Regions from separate parts of the Mus musculus genome. Here region 1 is linked to region 2. A link is a contact called in public Micro-C data. All regions are on one chromosome and are shown on one strand. Each heading gives the region's core, a stretch centred on a gene start, on an enhancer-like site or on the middle of the called end of the contact. The rest is flanking DNA. Distances are from core to core; before and after follow the strand shown.

Region 1 (4,075 bases), core at 17-2,516, 110 kb after region 2:
TATTATACATAAGTACACTGTAGCTGACTTCAGCCATACCAGAAGAGGGCGTCAGATCTCATTATGAACGGTTGTGAGCCAACATGTGGTTGCTGGGATTTGAACTCTGGATCTTTAGAACAGTCAGTGCTCTTACCTGCTGAGCCATCTCACCAGCCCAACACTTTTTTGAGAATATTATATATGAGTATTTCTATCCTTTCTAATGGCTCCCTTTCCCACCTACAACTTCTCCCATGTCTCTCTGTTCCCTCTTAAAATCACGACCTCTTGCTCTTTAATTATTTTTACTTACACACAGACAGACGTATACATTTAACCGGCTGGGTCTGTTTGCTGTTGCTCGTATGTGCACATGCACACGTGCTCAGGGCTGACCGTGTGGAACTGGGAAATCTCTCAGGGGCCTTGTCCCTGAAGAAGACTGATTCTTCCCATTACATCCACCGTTCCCTGCCTGCAGCTCTCAGTCTAGAGATGGGGCCATATGAGATTCCCCTACCCACCTCGGCAAGTCAACAAGTTGTCTTTGCACAGGTCTCCGTTAGGAGATCGTATTGGTGCAGTTCCGTGGGTGCAGTTCATTGTCTCATATAAAAAACAATCTCACATCAGGTATCTTGATCATTGGACTCTTACTATCTGTAGACCCTCTCTTCTCCCATGCTCCCTGAGCCTTACTTGTAGAGGCTGTGTTGGAGCTGGGCACCCCAGGGTCAGCTGTCCTCTGCATTCTGACTACAGCTGTCTCGAATGATCTGCCTCCTTCAAAAGAAGAGCTCTAGATTTGAAGTGACTTGATGTTTTGCACTATGTGAGAGGACGTTCTTTAAAAAGTGAATTGGTTCCCCACCACCACCACCTCTGTGAAACGGATACTTAAAAAGTACAAGTAGTTACCTGTGATTGGTTTTTTTTTAAATAGGATTTAGAAAATAAATATTATTTCAGTTTCAATTTGCTACATCCAGCATTACTATTAAAATAAGCAAATGTACATGAAATTAGATTAAGAAAAATACAAACTCGCTCATGCTACGCCTGTTTAAAAAAAAAAAAAAAAAAAAAAAAAAAAAAAAAAACGCTAACTATCTGCCTCAGAAGAGCTTTGCGAATGTAACATTTGGTTTTAGCTGTGGAAAGTGCTTAAGTGCAGTGAAACCTTAAATCATCTGCAGCGTTTCAGGGCAAACGCTGGCCGGTGCCCTGTATAAATCTTGCCCTAAAGCTAAGACGAAGAATGTGCTAAGCAGACCCAGTGAGCGGCTCGGCTCGCCAGGCTCCTCCCTAGGAAAATGTGGCTTTCCTATACATCACTCGATTCAAAACAGATGGGGAACAACCATCTGCCAGAAGGAAAGGAAAGATGTAGCGCATATTATAATTACGGGATTCAGACAAACAAGGGGAAGGGGAAGATGACTTTAAAGCAAATAGGCAGTCCCTTCTATGAACGCTTTCTCTCCCGAGTCCAGCATTCTCGGAAGAAAATGGCGTCATCTCAGAAGCATCAAACCTCTCAGTATAATGCCTTCTCTATCCCAGTGCCTGCTGCCCTCCTCTTGGTTATAAGTCCCACGCTCCTATGCCACCAGGCTCTGGAGAAGGCTTCTGTGACTCAGATTTGAGTCAGTCATCCTAACCAGTTCGTTTTAGAAATGAGCATGCCATCTAACTAGGTCCAATTAGGGTGAATCCTGTGGTTTGCACAGAAATGTCCAGAAAGAAATGAGTTCCTGTTAGTAGAGGTGCCTGTTGTCTACAGCGTCTGACCATGCTACTGATGTCATGTGAAGGTAAGACGAAGCCACATGTAGGCAAAGACATGTCTGAAAAGACAGACAGCAGGACCTGAGGACAATTCGTCCTCCTGATCAAACCGTTCCTGCAGCAGACACTCCTCAATTTTGAGTCAGGGGAACCAATAACCGCCCCCCACCCCCTTCTATCTTTGGGTCTGTTTTCTGTTAGTAGTAGAAAAATCCTTAAGAACCAGACTCTTGTCTTAGGAATAATGATAAATAACAACAACAACAACAAAAAAAAGCTAGAGTTGCTGTAGTATAAATATGTTTTTCATCTTTTTTGAAATGACAGCCCTGTGACAGACTTGTAACTAATAAGTCCACCATGCAAATGAGTTTAAATGCTTCCCCGATGTGACACAGCTGGCAGTCAGCTGCTCTCAGGGCTGCTACGTTCAAATCCCAGGCTGCTTCTCTGTGTGTTTTCTACCTCAGACCACTGAAGCATGAAGTCTTTGGCGGTGTGTCAGGTGGTATGAACAGCCATGACATGATGACAATGCCGGTTTCCTTCCTAGAGCATCAGGTATGTTCAGATGCCTGAGGGAACCGGTGTGAGATAGGAACAGCAATGATAAATGGTGCTGTGTGGTATTTGCAAGCCTGTGGTTTAAGTGCCCCCAGAACTTTGCTCTCCTGGGTGGAACTGGTACCCTTATTGATTGAAGAGATTGCTTCTCCATTCCACCATGTAAGGGTGCATCGACAAAGCACTATTATAAAGCAGAGTGAGCCCCCACCACAGTCTAGTTTGGTGATGACTTGCTCTTGGACTCTGGAGCCTTCAGAACCGTAACAAGCTAGGCACAGCAGCCCCCACCTATGGCTGCAGCTGAGGGAGTCTGAGGCAGGAGGGCTGTGAGTTGAAGGCCTTTCTGGGATACATGGGGAGTGTGACTTTGTTTCGATACACAACAAAACCAAATCCAAAAAGATCAGTGAGAAGTAAACCTTTCTTTTCTTCAACTTAAATCTTATTTTCCTCTGTGTGTGTGTGTGTGTGTGTGTGTGTGTGATTGTGTGAGTGTGTGTGTGTGCGTGTGTGTGTGTCTGAGTGCATGTGTGTGAGTGTGTGAGTGTGTGTGAGTGTGTGAGTGTGTGTGTGTGTGTGTGAATGCCATGTGAAGGCAGGTACCTATGGAAGCCAGAATATGGAGTTGAATCCCCTAACCTGGAGCACAGGAGGTTGTGGGCACCAGGTCTTCTGCAAAAGCAGGCAGTCCTCTTAACCACTGAGCCATCTCTCCAGCCCCTACTTCTATTATTTTTCCTGCACTGGGGATGGAATACCTGGCCTCAATCGTGCTAGATAAGTGTTCTACCCATCCCCTACTTATTTCCTACTTTCTGATTATTTGTTTACTTATTTATTATTTTTACTCTTTGATTAAGGCTTCACCAGGTTAACCAGGACGGCTCTGAACTCCCTCTGCATCTCAGACAGACCTTGAGACTTGTGACCCAGGAGAACAAATGTTTTTCACAAAAGGTCTATATAGCTGTCTTCTGAGAATCTCTGACAGTGCCTGACAAATACAGAGGTGGATCCTCGGAGCCTACTATTGGACTGAGCACAGGGTCCACAATGAAGGAGCTAGAGAAAGGACCCAAGGAGCTGAAGGGGTTTGTAACCCCATAGGAGGAACAACAATATCAACCAACCAGTATCCCCAGAGTTTCCAGGGACTAAACCACCAACCAAAGAGTAGACATGGTGGGACTCATGGCTCCAGCTGCATATGTAGCAGAGGATGGCCTAGATGGACATCAATGGGAGGAGAGGCCCTTGGTCCTGTGACGGCTCTATGCCCAGTATAGGGGACTGCCAGGGCCAGGAAGTGGGAGTGGGTGAGTTGGTGAGCAGGGGGAGGGAATAGGGGTTTTTCAGAGCAGAAACCAGGAAATGGGATAACGTTTGAAATATAAATAAAGAAAATAGCTAATAAAAAAAAAAAAGTTTTAAAAAGAAAAACTAAAAAAACTAAAGTTTGAAATTTAGAAAACAGACTTCAGTTTTCTGCCTGGGCATGCGAGACACTTTCTATTCTCTAACAGTAAGTTGAAAGTTGAACAAACTGGAAAACCCAGGTGGCTTCATAGTCCCCAGCCACTGCCCCACCACCGGAACCCAGAGCAGGCTGGCAGGGAAGGCGGAAGTGTAACCAACGCAAGGCTCACTGCAGGCTCGGCGGGAAGAGTCTGAACTCAGGAAATGCCAGCCACAGTGGGGCCTGACACGGCTGTCAACTTTACTTCTCAGAGTTTCAGCT
Region 2 (4,292 bases), core at 1,704-4,203:
CTTTCTTCCCTCCCCTAATTCATTCATAACAACTACAATATTAACGTAAATGTTGCTCCTCTGAAGAAGAAATACCCTCACCTGTTCCCAGCCAAGACAAGAAGATTATGTGCTGAGGGTTTTTTTCCAAGGCAAGTATCTTAAGACCTCACAATTAACACACTTTTATCCACTTTGTCCCAAGCAAAAGAGATTTAAGACAGGGGTGGGAAGCTGGAGGACTGTCTCAGCTTACAGAGGACCCCTTGCTGAGGACCATGGATTCAGTTCCCACACTTACTTGGTGGTTTGCCACTTTCTGTAACTCTAGTTTCAGGGGACTGGATGCTGGCTTCTAGCCTCTTTGGCTACTGCCTACATGTCATGTACGTATGTATATGCAGGTACTCATACACATAAAATAAATCATTAAAAAGTACAATGAGTAGAAGGGATTGTACATAAAACTGGTGGCTGGCTGAGGGTTTGATTTCAAAGCATCCAACTTTGAGGACACAGTGAGTCTTACCAGGTTTCAGGCAAAGTCCAGAGCCCCACCCTAAATGCAGAGGACATTCTGCTAGCTTCAAGTACAACTGTGCGATGGCATGTTACAGAGACACTGGAAAGTAATCATGGGTTTTCCGCTGTGATGTGCATTTGCTGGAACACTCAACTCTCCCAGGCAGAAGGCAAGAGTGTTTACAGCTGTCGGCCTTGCTGATTGCAAATGGAACTCTGAGCTCAGAGCACATAATCACTGATTAAGCTGCCGAGCTCTTGTGTCCAACATCCAACATCAGTAAAGGGAGGGAGAATTTAGTGGGCTGTCTCATACCAAACCACAAACACATGTTCTGTTGCATGTAATATATTCCCTAACAGTGCATTTCTTTTAAAAGGGAAAAATATTTTCAGCTAAAAGCTAAAAGAGTGTGTCTAGTTAGCATGTTAAGTAAAAACAATATGAAGGATTCTATATAAGTATGGTACCATATGCCTTTCTTTATGTTAGCATCACAGAATACTAAAGCTAGCAGAACATAAAGACTACATAATCGAAGCCACCTTTAAAAAAAAACAACTGAAAATAAGGAACCGATGGGATTTGTTGAACATGGATAGTGTTAAAATAGATAACTGAGGCCTTAATTCCAAACCCAACTAGTAAAATGTCTAAGGGAAACACAAAGAACAGTCTTCAAGCTATATGCACAAGCAGGAAGTTCCCAAATGGGGCTCTGGTCACACAGGAACTAGAAATGACAAATGGACAAATGGTAGTGCATGAAATTTAGAAGTTTCTGCATAGCAAAAGAATCTATCAGCAGAGCATACAGTTGACAGAATGGGAGAAAATCGTTGCCAGCTATACTTCAGAGGGGCCTACTCTCCAGAACTGTAAAGAACTAAAATATTACATGCATACATGCATACATTCTCTCTCCTCTCCCCTCTCCCCTCCTCTCTCTTCTCTCTTTTCTCTCTTCACCACCGCACCTCTCGCTGTTGCTCTCGCTCAAAAGTGAGTTGATGTATAAATAGACACTTCTTAAGAGAAACAAATGACCAATGAGCATTTTTAAAGTATTCAGCATCTACAGCCACTGGCAAAATGGAAATTGTAACTTCCCTGAGACACCACCTTAGCCTGTTCAGAATAGCAGTCATCAAGAACTCAGATAAGAAATGCCAGAGGGCTGAGGGGAAAAGGAGACCCTTACTCACTGCTGGTGTGATTGCAAACTAGTGTAGCCATTGTGAAAATCACTTTAGAGTAGTCTCAAGAAATTAAAAAAAAAAAAAGACTACCTTATTCTGCAGCTAGACCACTCCTTGGGTTCCCAGAGGACCCCATGTCCTTCACAGAAGATTTTATATTTATGTTTGCTGCTGCTCGATTCACAACGGCAAAGAAATGGAGCCAGCAAGGATGCCCAGTAACAGATGACGAGATAGTGAAATGTGGTAATATATACACAATGGAATTGTATTCAGCTCCAAAGAAAATTCAGACTATAAAATATGCAAAAAAGAGGGGATCTGGAAATTATTATACTTACAGAGGCAGTTCAGGCCCAGAAAGGTAAATACCACACGCACTTTCTCCTATGTGGGCCCCAGCTTGGAACGGGTGCAAATGCAGGAAAAGGGGAGGGGGGGTAAAGGATATTCTGAGAAAGGCAGGGGAGAGAAAATAGGACACACAGGACATGAAAGCAAAGTTTGAAGGGAGATTACAAGGGGGCAGGATGCAGAGGATTTGAGAAGATGAGAGGATCTACTTAAAAATGCTTTTCAAACCACAATAATGATGGTTTGAAAACCATCTAATGCTGTATGCCTATTCATTCATATAAAAGTAACCAGCTCAGGGTCCACACCCCAAGCATCAGGCTCTCTCCTCCAGGCTACCAACCATCTATGCTGATCACTGCAACGGCATCTAACCACTAAGGGTAAATCTGAGACCTTGCCACACACTAAAGTTACCCAGGCTGGTCAACACTAGGTCTTCCATTGTGCAAAAGTGATGGTTAAGGCTGCCTATACTTGCCACATTTTTATCTCCAAGCTGACTCGGGCTTGTAGCTAAGGGCTGCCATGGGTTGTGTGGTACTGTTCCCAATATTCTCCTAAGACCTTGGGACTATTATTTTCAGTGATAACCTAAGCTATTGGCCTCAACACATACATAGAATAAGGGTTTGTTTTTTTTTTAAAAACCTTACATGTGAAACATGGATGTTAGATACCCAAGGAAAAATATGCCCAACTCAGAGATGAGCTTGAAGCAGCCAAGAAAAACAAACAAACAGATGAGCCACAAGAGGTGGAATAACGACAATAGCCTTTCCCCAGGAATTTGAGCAGCAAATTCTGACTGTCATCTGCCTGGACATCTCTTACACACATCTGAAGACTGTCCAAGAGTAGCACATGGGCAGCTTCCTCCTGAACGCACTGCTTAATAATGCACTGCTGCATTCCTAGACACAGACTCACCGCGGAGTCTCCCGATGACCAAATGCCCTACTCTGGTCTGAGACAAAATGTTAAAATAGTCTCTTAGTCATCTCCCTGCTTCTTGTCTCCTTTTAATCATTTTCCCCAACTGTTCTAAGTCACAGCTTGTACAGCCATAAAAATCTTCCATGGCTTCACGTTAAACATTGATCTCACCAGGACATTCAGAGCCCTCCAATGCCCCCAGCCCAGCTCCAGGCCTGACTTCCAGTGTTCCCGTACCTCCCATGTGAGCTCACTAAATTACATTGTCCTCCGCTCCCAGCACACTGTCTTCATGCACTGAAGTACTCCATTACTACAACAACTACAAAGTGTGTTTTATGAATACTACTTTTGGATACACCCACCTGGCAGTGAACTCTTAGTTCCTAGCAAAAATGTACCATAAGGCTAAAGTTGTGTGTCTCCTTTCCCTCCTGACTAAGAGGGATAAAGAGCATAATATACATCAAAGGCTTATACAACAGGTTATGGAGATTTTCAGCATCATTTGAGGAGTGCAATTTTGGAGATGTGTTAATACCACCTCTACCTATAACTCATATTGAAGCAGAGTGTTTAGAGGAACCAAGGAGTGGCCTGGGACACTGACCCGGAGCTGATCCTCTGCCACAGAGCTCCATACCCAAATAGCACTGGGAGAGAGCTGGCATTCCACAAATGCAGACAAGCCTGTAAGCGCAGGTAAAACCACTACTGCTGCTCAGGGGAATCCTCCAGCAACCAATAGACTAGGAAAGGATCTTTACCAATCCTAAATCTGATAGAGGGCTAATATCCAATATATACAAAGACCTCAAGAAGTTAGTCTCAAGAGAACCAAATAACCCTATTAAAAATGGGGAACAGATCTAAACAGAATTATCAACTGTGGAAACTGGAAGGGCTGAGAAGCACCTTAAGAAATGTTCAGCTCTCGGTCCCATATTGAACTCGAGTTGGAAGAGGCGAGTCCGGTCTCAAAATGGAGGGCCATGATCCAAAGGAACCAGAGCAGCTGAGGAAGCTATTTATTGGTGGTCTGAGCTTTGAAACCACAGATGATAGCTTAAGAGAACATTTTGAGAAATGGGGCACACTTACAGACTGTGTGGTAATGAGAGATCCCCAAACAAAACGTTCCAGAGGCTTTGGTTTTGTGACCTACTCTTGTGTTGAAGAGGTGGATGCTGCAATGTGTGCTCGGCCACACAAGGTTGATGGGCGTGTGGTGGAACCGAAGAGAGCTGTTTCTAGAGAGGATTCTGTAAAGCCTGGTGCCCATTTAACGGTGAAGAAAATTT

What was found. A called contact is a pair of places that touch in the nucleus more often than the background predicts.
Region 1: a contact with region 2 is called in a Micro-C map of muscle stem cells, with 7 times the contacts expected there. The contact joins two enhancer-like sites. A contact is called at or near these places in 1 of 15 datasets of contacts at CTCF or cohesin (the NIH/3T3 cell line) and 6 of 484 Hi-C or Micro-C datasets (adipose-derived mesenchymal stem cells, embryonic fibroblasts, muscle stem cells and 3 more).

Annotation. Positions count from the first base shown.
Region 1 is chr3:54,586,210-54,590,284 of GRCm38.p6, forward strand. No RefSeq gene overlaps it. Among named protein-coding and RNA genes, the nearest start is that of Gm40050, 13 kb to the right of the region's middle. Within about 2 kb of position 1,267, at least 87 of the 459 cell types and tissues checked have an H3K27ac peak or open chromatin away from gene starts, as enhancers often do. A contact at or near this core is called in the NIH/3T3 cell line, adipose-derived mesenchymal stem cells, embryonic fibroblasts and 1 more, where this site is marked.
Region 2 is chr3:54,477,493-54,481,784 of GRCm38.p6, forward strand. It overlaps the pseudogene Gm5641. Among named protein-coding and RNA genes, the nearest start is that of Gm31154, 55 kb to the right of the region's middle. Within about 2 kb of position 2,954, at least 59 of the 459 cell types and tissues checked have an H3K27ac peak or open chromatin away from gene starts, as enhancers often do. A contact at or near this core is called in the NIH/3T3 cell line, adipose-derived mesenchymal stem cells, embryonic fibroblasts and 1 more, where this site is marked.